2 separate regions of the Mus musculus genome follow, and region 2 is linked to region 1. Evidence: chromatin contacts called from public ChIA-PET data. All regions are on one chromosome and are shown on one strand. Each heading gives the region's core, a stretch centred on a gene start, on an enhancer-like site or on the middle of the called end of the contact. The rest is flanking DNA. Distances are from core to core; before and after follow the strand shown. Region 1 holds the start of Esd (esterase D/formylglutathione hydrolase). Region 2 overlaps Lrch1 (leucine-rich repeats and calponin homology (CH) domain containing 1).

Region 1 (7,368 bases), core at 1,527-4,026:
GCACACACACACACACACACACACACACACACACACACACACATATACATACATACACTGACCTATGTAGAGAATAAAATTAAATTCATTCACAGAGGAAAGAGACAGGGTTTTAAAAGGTGCATATTGCTAGACTCAGACCTAGGTTCATTAACTTGACAGGTTAACATGTATTTTAGAATCAGGCATCTAGATGCCCAAAACCCCAGCATCCTTTTGTAGACTATTAGTTTAATGCAGACTCAACATTTGCATTTCTCAAATTGAAAATTGAAGTGTAAGTCCTTAGTTGGCATTTGGAAGTAGATAATTATGGTGACAACTATGAGACAAGTACAAGCTCCTCACAAGTGTGACTGATGTCCCTGGCAAAAGATGAAGGGACCAGAACTCCTGCTCTTTGCAGTGAACTTATACCAAGGTACTCCTCTGCAAACCAGAAAGAGAGCCCTCACCAGGGACAGAATGGCCCAACTACTTGATCTTCGATTTTCAGCCTTCAAAATCATAGTAAATACATTTCTGATATGCTCCAGCCCAGTGTATAAAGTTTTTGGAAAGCCAAGACAGTTCCCATCCCCACAGATCTGAAGCAGATTGGAGTTTTCGTCATTTTCATTGAGTTCTTTTATTGGTTGCATCCCGCTCATAGCTCATATTCATTCAAACTGAGAAACTGAATATTCTCAGTCACAGACCTAGAGGTCAGCAGTGCTTAACCTGTGGGGTGCACCCCCTTTGGAGGGCCAAATGGCCCTTTCACAGGGGTCATGTAAGGCCATCAAAAACCAGATATTTGCCAGGTGGTGGTGGCGCAAGCCTTTAATCCCAGCACTTGGGAAGCAGAGGCAGGCAGATTTCTGAGTTTGAGGCCAGCCTGGTCTACAAAGTGAGTTCCAGGACAGCCAGGGCTACACAGAGAAACCCTGTCTCGAAAAACAAAAAACAAAACAACAACAGCAACAAAACCCAAAAAACAAACAAAACAAAACAAAACAAAACAACAAAACCAGAGATTTACATTATGATTCATAACAGTAGCAAAATTACAGCTATAAAGTAGCAACAAAAATAATTTTATGGTTGGGAGTCACCACAATACAAGGAGCTGTATTAAATGGCTGCAGTATTGGGAAAGTTGAGAACCACTGCTCTAGGTAATTTTGGACATATTTCTTTAAGTGATTACTATTCATTCATTTTCATTATCAGAAATATCAACATTACTTTCAGATTCGGTTTTCTTTACTTTCACACCCAAATAACAATATATAGTATTAATGTTCTTGAAAATAGAAGTTTTGATCTAGTATAATTTCATGCTGACTGAGAGAAACTGTCATTATGATTATTACCACTAATATGGATACAAGAACTCTTTGGAGTTAGTTTGTACCTTAAAGAGATCAAGATACTAATTGAACACCCTTTAAACTTTGTTCAAGCATTTAACAATTAGAAAGAATTTGCAGACTTGGGTAATCTTTCATAACTTCAGTTGTGAAACTCAGTTTGAAAAAAAATTACCTTTCCAATAAATTACATTTAAAAGTAGTTAGCTTGGGAGTGATAGAGTATACCTTTAATCCCAGCATTCGGGAGACAAAGGTAGGGGGATTTCTGAGTTCAAGACCAGCCGGTCTACGTAGTAAGTTCCAGGCTAGCCAGAATTACATTTAAGACTCTGTTAATAATAATAATTTTAAGAATTTACCTTAATGCTTTCTCAAAATAACATTCTTTGGTTAACCATTAAACAGGTACACAAATGCCTGCCACATGACACAGAAAAGCAACGTTCTGCGTGGCAGCTCATCCACACAGGTTATATTCCACTGAGCTCAGCTCACCTACTTGTTTTTTAGCCTGACTAGCCACATAACTTGCAAGTCCCCCAGCAAAACTAAGATGGAGAGCCTATACACACAGAGCAGGCACTGGGTCCTTCTGACAGTTTGTTGCAAATGCACAGGCTGCGTGATTATTAAACCAGACAATCTTACAGGTTATACATAGTATCCACAACCTAGCAGCCTAAATACTGGTTTTAAAAACTGCTTGTAATATTTAATTTTCTGAACAAAGTACACTTGCTGGTTAAATTGGATGAAGTTGAGAACTGCTGTAAATGATTAACCAGAAACCCTGACACAGTTCAACTTTTATTGAGGGAAGAGGGGAGAAAAAAATGGACATTGAAAAGAGTTAATGAATGTGTCCTCCTCCTAGAAGCTCCAAATCAAGCAGGTGCAGAGTAGATGTGGAATGAGGGTGGAAATGTGAAATTTCTGCTCAGGTTTCCAAACAACTGCAGAGTTCCACACAAGCCCTTTCCACAAGTTAACTGGGAGAGGCCAGCTGGTGTACTAGAGCCTCATTCTCTTGTTGCCTTCTGGGAGCATCTGAAGCAAGTTACAGAGGTCTAGAGGTCCAGTGTCATGACAGACACACTTTTGGCTCATCCTGACACACCGCGGAAACAGGAACCCGGCGAAAAGTCTCTTGGGAATGGCCTTGTAGGGGAGGGTCGGGGTCCGGGAACTCCTAGTCTCCCTTGGGGTGTATCCATAGGGCAGGTCTGCTAGGAGAGTGCGCGCCCTGGGGGCGGTGTCTCAGAATGGGAGCAGCTCAGGAGGGAGGGCTGGGGAGGAGAGGGGCAGAGAAAGGGAGGGACTTGAGGGCGGGGCCGTGAGAGGGGACCAGAGTAAGCGGCCAAAGGAGGGGACGGGCCCAAAGGGAGGAGCCTCTACGTGGGACCCGCCCCGGAGGCCGGGGCGGGACATATGGTGTGGGCGGAGCCAGAGGCAGTGCTCGGGGCGGAAGCCCCAACCTTCTTCCCTGGCGAGTTAGAAGCTGCCCCTCACCGAGGTAAGATGGAATGGGTCGTGAGTCCCAAGCATTCTCTACTACCTGGTTTTCGGGCGGCTGTGCGCGGACGCCTAGACCTGCGGTGGTGATAGCAGCGGGGAATGGTGACGATCTCTGCACCCTTCCCGCCGCGGTAAGGCAGGCCTCGTCCCGCAGGGCCTGCTAATCGCTTTAACTTCGGGGAGCTGGAAACAATGTGTGACCTGGGGCGCCAGGCTCGCTGGGATGCTCGGGTTGGTGGAGTGCCCGCCGGGACGGCATTTCGCCGAGCATTCCCGCGCGGAGCCCGGGGAACGCTTTCCCTCCGGGATCCCAGCCTGGGCTGCAGGCGACGCCACTAGGGCCCTGAGGTGTCTTGGGCAGCGCGCTCGAGGCCGTGCCCAGTGGTAAAAATTCAGGTGTAGGCGGCCGTCCATAGGTGATTTGTGGTTGAGTCGTCAGAAAGATGGCACTTATGTTATTTAAAATTAATAAAATTCACCATTTTTTATGTAGGCCATATTAGGCCTAATGGTCAGCAATCTATAGGCATTCTTTGAAAAGTTAAAGGAATGAAACCCCAGGCTTCTATAACAGTATTGTTTGTAGTGGGACATACTAGTAAGAAAGTAGACTAAGGTTTTAATTAGCTCTTAGCTATATATAATTGCTATGATGATACTGAGATTTTGTTTTATTTTGTTTTTGAGACATTGTAGTTCTGACTGTCCTGGAACTCACTTTGTATACCAGGCTGTTCTCGAACGCCTGGTTCTCCAGGGATTTAGGGCGCGTGCAACGAAACTTTTAAAGTTCAACTTTTGAGACATTTCAGATATAAGATAGGCTGTACAGGCAAGGATCTAAGTTTAATTTTAAATGTGTTGGGTTTTGCTATAGCGATGCGAAATAAATGCATAGCAGTTTGGCACTAATGCTTAAAATTTGAATATGAAAAGACAGATTTAGATTTTTCAGCCCAGAAGATGTGTTTGAAATTTAGGGACTATGAGTTAGGGGGAAAATATGTGACAAGAACTGGGAAAGGGGCGTGGGGTGGGGGAGTTGGGAACTAAGAATGAAATAGAGGGGGGGGGAGGCAGGACAGGCTTTGAGTAAAGAAATGGTGGTCAGGACTGTGAATTTATGCCTTCCCCAAAGCAGCAGAATATGCTTATTCATTGTGAAGCAGCAAAAGTGTGTTGCCATTGTCAAAGGTCTGTGACTAAGCCCTGACTAAGTCTGGAGGCAACTGTATCTTAACAAACAACATAGGTCCTGAGAAACTTAAGAAAGTTCATTCTTGGGTGAGCATACCAGAATCAGCTTATGCAACCTAGATGGTACTTTGGAGTGTGAACATGTACAAGGTATAGAATATGGTAGGCAGTTTTAACACGATGGCAACTACTGGTGTGTCTACACACAAAGGAGACAGAGTAAATTATGGCATAAAAGATTTTCAACAAATAGAATGCCAGTAAAAGAATGCTTTTTGTAACTAGAGCTTACAGGTCCAAAGCAAGTCAGTAAGTCAATTTTGCTATGAGTTAGGGAATGTAAGTGACCTGGACGAAGCTACACTAAACCTATTTTAAAATATCTTATTCATACTTTAACTTTTTTTTTATTTTATAAACTGTAGTTTTTAGAGCCATTTAACATTTATTATTACAGTGATGCAAACTTTTTTTTAAATTTTATCAGCTTTTTTCTGGTTTTAGTTTTCACAAACTTTCTATAGAAACGAAGACACAATCCCACAATCTTCAGGGTTGATTCACAGGACCACATCCCATGACTGTCTTCTGCATCCACATTTCATCCCATGGAAGTGCTTTAGGGTACATATATGGAGCTATCCTCCCCGGCAGACGCAGTTCCTTCTCCATAACGCCTTCTGTAGTGAGCACCTGCAGGAGGCTCCACACACACACACACACACACACACACACACACACACACCCGCAGACAGTAGCTTACTTATTTCTGTCATCTTGAGTTTGATTTATAAGTGACTGGTGCACATGAGCATTCCTTTCCATTGATAAAAAATCCATGTGATATTTGGTCTCAAGTTTTTAAAGTATTTAAGGAGCTCGTTGAGCTTTGCAAATGGCTCTGTGAAGTCTGTCACTTGGTGTTGTCTTCCCTCTGCAGCTACGTGTGTCCTGGCTGACAGGAACTTTTAGCTCTACTATACTCTTACAGGATCACTGTCATAGATGTAGGATGTCCTTGACTAAACCCTCCCTGTGCTGACTGTCTGTATTAACATAGACCAGACTTGTCATATTCATATGACAATTATCCATGTGACAGAGAAGCAGTATTTGCAATAACATATGAAACATTAAAAGTTAATATTTTGTGTGTTACAAATCAAGCTATCTATGAACGGAGGGTACTTTATCAATGTGTAACTACCCTAATCCTATGGAATTGGCTCATCTGGCTTATTTTTTTTTTTTTTTTTCGAAAGAGAAAAGGAAACAGAAAGTTCCATGATCCTCTAGGCGGCCAGACCACAAAGCAGCTAAGATCTCTGATGGTAGCCCTACCAAAGCTCAAATCACAATTCTCCACTGTACAACTAAGTATCCAGATTAAGAGACAGGACTGAGATTACTCTTAATTGTGCAAAAACATTTTCCAAAATTCACTTTTCAAACTAGCGTTACACTTCTAAGAGTAGCCTACAATAGAATCCAGCCAGCACCCAGTGAGTGACATCACTGATAAGACCACCAACGTGGTAAGGCGTCTTCCTGGTGTCTGTTACTTTAGTTTATATTTTGTATTATATAGAAAGTGCTTCAAGGAGTGGGAAGGAAATCTTTCCATGCCAGGTTTACATCAGAATCAGTTCAATTTTTCTTTATTACATAATAGGTATTTATGATAAAAAATGAATTTCCAGCTTTTTCCATATATTATTTCTATTGCAAGATAATATATTTATATGTGTTCAAATTTATCTTCATAGAGAATCAACAGAGTGACTTCAGAGAAAAGGAATTAACTACCAGGCTTCAAAAGTTTCTGACGACAAGCTATTCCTTAGTTCACAGCTAACAGGCTCATGTTTGCTTGTTGATTTGTTTGAAAGGAGAAATGTTGGTCAAACAAAAATCTCTTGTCACTTTCTTGCAAAAACTCATAAATGTGCATAGAAAAATGCCTCTGGTGCTGTAAGTGTTCTGTAATTTTCTAAATTAATCAGTAGACTAGGATCTGTTAATCAGTAGACTAGGATCTGTTTTGAAGGTCGTGAGGCAGTCCACAACAGTAACAGCAGCAAACCTCACGGTACCGACCTTTTCCAGAATCAGGCAAGTGCCTGTGCTGTGTGTGCGAGTGTGAAAACTGTCGTGTTTAGATAACTGATCTGAGAACAGTTCTGTTTCAAGTGTTTCAGAGGCCTTTAATAGGTCGGGCATGTGTTGGCATGTGCCTTTAATCTCAGCACTTTAATCCCAGTTTCAAGGCAGCCTAGTCTATAAAGTGAGTAAGAGAACATCTAGGGCTACGCAGAGAAACCCTATCCTGATGTGGGGGAGCTTTAAATTAATGGGATTCCTCTTCGTCCCAGGAGGAGAATGGCGCTCAAACAGATTTCCAGCAACAGGTGCTTTGGCGGGCTCCAGAAAGTTTTCGAACATAGCAGGTAAGCATAAGATACCTATCATTCAGCTTTTATCATCTGCTTTGTTGTAGTTTTATATAAAACCTTCACTTATGAACCTGCTTTCTCTCCCCGAAGCGCACTGTCTATCTGACAGCGCCACCAAACTTACCTGTTTCTGGATTGGGCGCTGTGAGATAGGAGAAGGAGAGCCCAGAGAATGTCTTGGTTTTGGTTTGATAGTCTTCTAAAAGTTTCTGGAAAACCATCTGTGTTGTTATTGAAAATTCAGACAACAGCTTCCTGTGAATCTTCTAATATAGTAAAGAAGCCTAGACTTAAATTAAATTGGCAGCATACACAGACATATTTGCCTCCACCAGCTCCTGAAATCTGATCTTACGTCCTTAGGTAAATGCATTAAATACATATACATACACAAATGCATTGAATATACACACACAAACAAATGCATTCAAAACACACACACACATATACACACACACCCCTCATCATGTGCATATGAACCAAGAGGAGATACAGTAGCAGAGGACAGGAGCTGAGGACAATATTTTAGATACAGATATCTAACCACAGATTTAGATATCTAACTTATTAGCAAAGCCTAGAAAACTAAATTCTAAACCGAAAAGCGACATATTTATATAAATTCCTAAGATACACTGACAACACTGGAAAGACAAACATGGAGCCGAGGAGCAAGATGAGTAGTTAAAAGTTTATTTTGAAAAATCAGATTGTCTCAACATTCTGGATGGTCAGATTGCTGCTTTCTCCATGTCTGTTGTGTTGCTGTGAAGAGACACCAAGACCAAGGCAACTCTTAGATGAGAAAGCATTTAATTGGGAGCTTGCTTAGACTTTGGGAAGTTCAG
Region 2 (7,368 bases), core at 3,312-5,811, 190 kb after region 1:
ACATCTATTCACAGTGCAGGGGAGATTCGCTGGGGGCCCTGAATCATCTTCCTCCTCACCCAATTTAGGAAGAAAGTGCTAAATGGGAATAAATTAACTTACTTGCAGTGGCGTGGAGTTGCCTTGGGCTTCAAGAAGTTATGGGAAAAATAATAGACTTGAAGTAGGGTGAGAGCTCAGAGGCTCAAGGGCTTGCCACACAAGCATTAGGGCCCGAGTTCAATCCCCGATACATGAATTTGTAATCACAGCACTCTGGGTAGGGGAGGGGGGAGCACACAGAGATGCAGATCTCTGAGTCCTAACTGGCCAACCTTGCCTAAACAGTTCTTTCCAACCAGTGAGAGACCCTGTCTCAAAAAAAGAAAACACAGACAGAGACTGATAAACAATATCCAGGGCTGACCTCCCACACTCCTAAGCATGTGTACACACACATGATCACACACATGAGAGCACCTGTGCACACAAGCAAGTATACATACACAATAACAATAAGGACCATTTTAAAGATTTCTTAAAATGAAATAAGACTATTCTTGCTGTCAACAACTCCAAGGCTGCTGGGTAAGACAAGAGACCTGGGAAGGGTTGCCCCATTATGGGAAACACTCTTAGTGACATATACTCATGGTCAGGACAGCCAAAGGAGAAACAGACAACGATTTAGGGACAGGCCCAGCCAGGTCAACAGCTAGTCTTTTAAAATCAGGAGAGACCAAACAGATGTGTACAGAACCACTGCTCAATAAACTGAATACCACCAGTTCAGTTCACTTTTCCCAGTCCTCAGAGGAAGCTCAGGTTTGAACAAAAATCATTCTGCAAAGAGAGCACCAATTACTCCTTAATCCCTCTGCCTCACCTGTCTGGGAGACTGGCGGAACAATGCCATCCAGCCTTCTGGCCTGCCTGACTTCCATTCCATCCAGAGTAGAGAGACAAGAAAAAGTAAAATCCAACATCTCGAATTGGCTGAGCTCTTAAAAATGTCAGCCTGGTGGGAACATGAAAACCGTTCTCGTCTCCAGAATGAAGCCAGAGAGATCCCAGAGTCAGCACGCACATCACAGCACTGAGCATGAATGGACTGTAGCTCAAGGAAAACACAAGCATCTGCCAGCGACATCTTGGAGACAACTGCGGGGTGGGAGTGTGGGCTGAGTGTGGCTCACACGAGGAAGCCGGGGAAGCCGCTGCCAGTGTTTGTGTTTTGAAATGTCACTGCTTTTTCTGTAAGAGAATGCCTCTGTTTACTGAGTCTAGTCTTGCTACAACCTGCAGGAAGGAAAAACACAGAATAGCAAGGGGAAGGAATCTGATCACCCCAGTTACCTCAAATTGTGTGTGTGTGTGTGTGTGTGTGTATGCATATATGCATACAAGCATATACATGCATGCATATATATAATACACATAGACATATATACACACATATAGACGCATACATGCATTTGTATGCATGCATCTATGTATGTACATATCCACAACCAAATATACCAAACACGCAGACACAGCACACATAGGACAATAGTAATTGTGAATCTAACTGGTGGGGTTTATGGGTCAAGAGCCAGGGTAGAGGAAACTGGCTAAGGCTCTAACCATCCTAGAGCAGGCACATCTACCAGGAAAAGAAACAAGGAAAAGAGCAGAGTTGAGGGTTACTTAACATGTAACTGGCAGAGACTTTAATCAGAATTATAAGTAACTTATTTATCTCTGAAAATTGCCACCACTTTCAGTGTGCTTGGTCTGTAGGGGTTTTCTACTATAATCTCTCCCAGATTTACTGTGTACATAAAAGGTATTTTATGACTTCAGATAATACCGAAACTCTATGGCTCTGGTTTTCACACTTGGGCAAGCAGCGTGCTGTAAATACAAATGACTACAAAATAAGTCACTCAGAAGAGATCAAATAACTGCATTTACAACTATCAGGCTCATGGGGAGAAATGGGGCCTCGGATCTGCACATTCCTCCGATTTTCTCACATTAAATCCTATTTAAAGGTCGCCATAATGCTAGTGGCCACAGTCCCGCCATCCCGTAATGACCCTGGCATAGCAAAATGAAATGGAAACCCTAAGAGTAATTAATGTGAGCAGCCGGGAGGAGAGAACAAAGAGATGGGGCTCACACGCCGTGTACAAGGGCCAGTAGGCTATGGCTCCCTGAAGTCAGGTCCCTGGGTCAGTCTCACTCAGTACCTGTGCCCTCCCCACAACCACACCCCCAACCTCACCCCACCCCCTGACCAGCTCTCCTCACCCCTCCCACTACCCCCCAGCTTGACTGCCCCAACCATTTTGGCTGCACTCTCTTGGTTTGCTTGGTTTCCATGTGCTCTCTCCATCTCTTCTCCTCTGTCTTTCTCTTCTCTTCCTCTCTGTCTTCCTCTCCTCTTCCTGTCTTCTTATCTTCCTATCTTCCTCTTCTCTTGCTCTCTGTCTTCCTCCCTCACTCCCTGACTCCCACAGCCCAGTCCATTCTGTTTGCCATGTTCAGTCTGCACTCTTCCAGATGCCCCTGGCTATGTTCTCCCTCTATCTACAATAAACCTCTTCAACCATACCTAAGAGCGGTCATATCTTCACTTAAATTCACCTGAACCTGTTCTATGTGGGCATAATGTTTTTGTGAACTGTTTAAAGACTATCCTTGTATTATTCAAACGCTGATTTCTCTGCCCGCCCACCCATCTAGTTGCAATCTGGACACACTGTAATGCTTACTCCAAGTATCTCCTGTTTCAAGTTTGTGTAAACATTGCTCCCCATTTATTCTCTAATTTAGCCAATGGCTGGGCAGAAGAGAGAATAGGGAGGGACTTAACACCAGGAAGGGAAAGAAGAAGAGAGAAGATGAAGAAGTCAGCCCAGGAGAGACTCAAACAAGTAGCAAGGGGCATACGGTTGAGATGTAAGTTAAAATAGCTCAGAGCCTTCCCAATCTAGGCTTACAGCTTGTTAATAAAATACCAGGTCTCTGTGTCTTTTACATGAGCTAGCTAGAGTAAAGAACTCATTTACAATCCTAAGATTCTCATTGCTAGTCCATAACACCCCCGTTTTAACAATAAGACAGACACATTTTTCAACTTTTCACCAGAAAACAAATGGTGTTTAATCTCTAAAACTGTACCATAACACGAGAACAAACTACTTTGGATATTTTTTTTCCTTCTAATCCCTAAGTAATCATACTTGTCACGAGTGTCCTGAGAGATTCATCTGCCAGTTTAAACCCATCATCCGCTCAGGCAAGTCACCATGTATGTATGCCTTAGCATCTTCATTACCTCTCCTCTGATACTTCTAAAAATGCCTGTGGCTTACGTCAAACCTTTCAGAAACATCCGGAAATGCTGTCTAAACTGCCTTGGCTCATCATCACCGAAGCTCCAGCCTCAAGGTTCACCTGGCATCCTTTCCATCAGCATCAGTGTTATGCATGTATTTGGAGTGCAGCCTGCCTGGGACCACAGGAAGAGTTAGAGGTCTGGCACCTCTTTCTAGGGTTCTGAAAAACCCCAGGGCCAGGGTCAGAAAAAAACACAGGGTCGGGAACAGAGGTGACACTGGGGGCCACAACTCTCTAGTCTCTGAAATCAGAGTAATGGGGACAGGAGACATTTCCTTGAACAAGCAGTATCCCTGGAATGTGGTCATTACAAACCAAGAATCTTGGAGAGATAAAAGGAGGCCTAGACTTACTGAGCCTCTTCGCATCTGTCAGGTGCTATTTGAGCTTCAGCAAATCACAGTATCTCTGAGTCTGAGGCAGTAGCCATTTAATGGCCAGTTCCCTTTTCATAACGAAACTGAGACCTGGTGGGAATCACTGACTTTGCTACAAAAGCTAAGGCTTTCTCATAAAATCCTGGATGAAACCGCCATCTCTGTCCAAAATGCCTAATATTCTTCTCTGCTTGGAAAGATCCAGAAAAGCTGCCCATGCCAACAAAATGCAGCCCATCATCCCAGAACCCCAACCCAAGCCCAACACAGCCAGTTACAGCTCAGTCGTGGTCCTCAATGAAGAAGTGAGCTCTACAGATCCACTAAATGAGCTATTCAATTATGTCAATGGCTGACAATTACAAGTGACTGGCAGTTATGGCCTGTTATGTGACACTTTCCCAGGAACAAATACAACGTTCCGGGGACCTGTGGCATTCTCACGTGTGACCATGACCGCAGAGTGAGGGTCGGCTGCTCCACTCCTCACAGGTAGGTTCCAAATGTTCTGAGACAGGTCACAGAACCCTAGCACTCCCCAAACCACCTGGTGACAGTGGTCATCAGAACTGTCACTTGGCTGTAGCCAATGGCCACATGTCCTCTGCTTGCTATCCTTTCCTCCTCACTCTCTTTCTACCTACATTTATGTAATATCATCTATGATAGCATTAGAAATAGACTGACTAGAAATAGATCCCTTGTCCACATCCAAAGCCCATGAAGAAAAAATGTGAGGCTTTTAAGGCAGTAGAACTCAAGATAAAAAGTGAAAGTAAATTCTGAAGTGCTGATTCCTCTCCACCCCCCACCCCTGCCCCAGTATCCTCCCACACAACACTGGCCCACAAGGCTTAGAGCTGGGACTTTACACAGCAGGGTGGGTCTAAAAGCAGACATCTATAGGGACAGGACCAAAAAAATGATTAAAAGTGAACGGGAGATAGAGCTGCAGCCCAAAGTAGCAATGACTCAGATTAACAACACACCAGTAGGTGAGGCATATTCAAGGCCAGGATTTTGCGTCATGCTCATTTCTGTCCCAGCCATGGAAAGACCCATGGCATCTTCACGTGTGACAGCAGCATGAGTGTCAGCTGCTCCTCTCCTCACAGGTAGGTTCCAAGCGTTCTAAGACAGGTCACAGAAACTCTAAGCACCCGAGTGGTGACACACAGATGCCTGCCCCTGTGCTAAGCTGAAAAAGTTCCCAACCATCTGAGAAGCTGTGCTTCCCTTAAGGAATTACGTCTCGTTGGTTTGTTTGTTTGTTTGTTTGTTTTGGTTTTTCAAGACAGGGTTTCTGTATAGCCCTGGCTGTCCTGGAACTCACTCTGTAGACCAGGTTGACCTCGAACTCAGAAATCCGCCTGGAATTATGTCTCCATGTCACTAGGAGTTCCCCTCTTTACTTTTCAGTAGTGAAACACGTGAAAATGCCCAGCTCTCTGCTTGCTCGGTTCCCACGGGAGCACTCTGAGAGAGGAACTTCTATAGCAAACACACCAAACTGCACTGCCGTGATCCTTCCCAACCACAGCACAGATGCCATCCATGCTGTGCACACGGTCCAGCTCCAGAAGGTCCTTTTTTTGTTTGTTTGTTTTTTTCACAAGCAGCATTTTATAAAACAGTGTTCATCAGTCCTTGTGGATTTTGACTAGTCTGGCATGTGAAAGCTAAGGGTCAACTTGATGTGGTGGCTCGCATCTGTAACCCCAACCCAAGGAAGTAGAAACAGAAGAAACTACCACAAGTTCATGGGCAGCTTGGTCTGTGTAGTGAGTTCCAGGGCATCCAGAGCTACATACATAGAGAAACCTGTCTCACACTCCCTTACCCCCAAAACAAGCAATAAAGAAGAATTAAGTCTATACAATTACAAATGGGCAAAACCTTAAGAAACCAAAGTTCATTAAGAAACATTTAGAAAGATCAAGGGAAGTTGAGACAGCTCCAATAAACAGCGCACCTTACAAACACAAACCCGGAGTTCAACCCCCAGATCATGCAATTAAAATGCTTTGCATAGCATTTGTAATCCCAGCAGGAGGGGAGGGGCTAGCTAATCTAGCCTGTACAGTATGCTCCAGGACCAGTGAGAGACCCTGCCTCAAAAATCAAGGCAGACAGTGAGTGACAAGAGATATCCAGTGCTGACCTCTGGCACCTATACACATCTGCCTGTAAGAACATGCACTAACACATGCACGTGTGTGCACACTCACACCCCTACACATAAGGCACAAAGAGACTTAGAGGGACCGTCACACTCAGACAAGAGCTAGGCAGCTCTTCATCACCATGGGAAAGAGCCCACATCTTCACAACATCAGCAACACAAGCTTCACTGCCTACCTGGCCCCCACAACGCAGACGAGGCAAGTGACAGAATTAGTTTTAAGAACTCGTCCACTGAAAATAGTATTACAAAGCTTATTGGAGGGGGGTGGGGGTGAGGGGGGGTTGCTCAGTAATAAAAATGAGTTGAACACAACTTTTTCTCCCCAACCTGGAAGCAACAGGAGTGAGTCTGGGAGAGGAAGAATAGCCACAAAGGGCCATGAGCTGGAACCCAAAGTGGCATTCATGCCAAGTGCCCTACGACTCATGTGATACAGACGTCCACATCTCTATGAGACAGGTTCTACTCCTGTCATTCCCAAGGGCGGGTGCCAAGTCCTCCCAGGGAACTCTGAAATTCTACCAAGCTCACCCCATGGAGCTGAGATTCTGACCCTGGGCTTCCGTCAGCTTTGACTCTGCAAACTTCCCAATGAAGAACGCAACACTCATTTCTGAAACAGGATCCTTTCAGCAGACAACGACGTGGACATCTGCGTTGCACCTGGGTGGGGACACAGGTTGGCAGCCTCTCACAAGAGTGTGGGAAGACAAAAATCTAAAATGTGTGAGCAAAGTGGCAACAAAGGAACTCGGGAAAGAAACCGGAAATGAGTGGATAGGAATATGGTGTTATCGCTTTATCATTCACATCAGCAGATCTGCAGCCATAAGCCACAGGAAAGGAACTACTGACCCTATACCCCACTAAAGTCAGCCAAATGAGGATTTTCGAAGGGAAAAATCATTATTCCTCAATACCAAGTGAACGGGTACAGTGCTAAGGGGGAAGAACTCTCTTGGTTTTGGCTGCACAGCCTGAAAAGCCAGCATTAGGGGTTTGGGGAGGGTGTCACAGGAAGATCCGAGAGAGTTTGAGATTAGCCCAGCTACATGGTGAGACTCTGTAGGGAAAAAAATAAAATAAAATAAAAAGCCAAGAAAGAGCTCAAGAGACTAAAACATAATAATAAGTAATAAGTCCAGTCCACAGTGTATATATAGGCAAAAATATACAGTCATAAGTTCATCATGCATATATAGACCAAAATATGTAGTGTATCAATCCACTGTGTGTATGTGTAAACAAAAACATATATCAATCCACCATGTGTAGGTATGGGTGTATAAACAGAAACATTACCAGTCCTGCTGTGTGTGGGTGTGTAGACAAAAACATACAGTGTGTGTGTGTGTGTGTGTGTGTGTGTGTGAGAGAGAGAGAGAGACAGAAAGAGAGAGATAGGTAGACAGACCTCCCTTTGTAACCGACGCTGACCTT

Evidence for each region. ChIA-PET counts read pairs in DNA pulled down with a chosen protein or histone mark.
Region 2: a contact with region 1 is called in an RNA polymerase II ChIA-PET map of memory CD8 T cells, with 141 read pairs. The contact joins the enhancer-like site here to the promoter of Esd in region 1. A contact is called at or near these places in 1 of 484 Hi-C or Micro-C datasets (embryonic stem cells), 5 of 115 datasets of contacts at active chromatin or transcription factors (the 230-238 cell line, effector CD8 T cells, embryonic stem cells and 2 more) and 2 of 9 other capture datasets (adipose tissue and liver).

The regions. Positions count from the first base shown.
Region 1 is chr14:74,729,521-74,736,888 of GRCm38.p6, forward strand. Esd (esterase D/formylglutathione hydrolase) reads left to right here and starts at 2,777. Exons shown (of 9, transcript NM_016903.5): 1 at 2,777-2,868; 2 at 6,440-6,514. The coding sequence starts at 6,447.
Region 2 is chr14:74,914,115-74,921,482 of GRCm38.p6, forward strand. All of the region lies in intron 1 of Lrch1 (leucine-rich repeats and calponin homology (CH) domain containing 1), which reads right to left. Among named protein-coding and RNA genes, the nearest start is that of Gm10847, 4.3 kb to the right of the region's middle. Within about 2 kb of position 4,562, at least 56 of the 459 cell types and tissues checked have an H3K27ac peak or open chromatin away from gene starts, as enhancers often do. A contact at or near this core is called in adipose tissue, effector CD8 T cells, liver and 1 more, where this site is marked.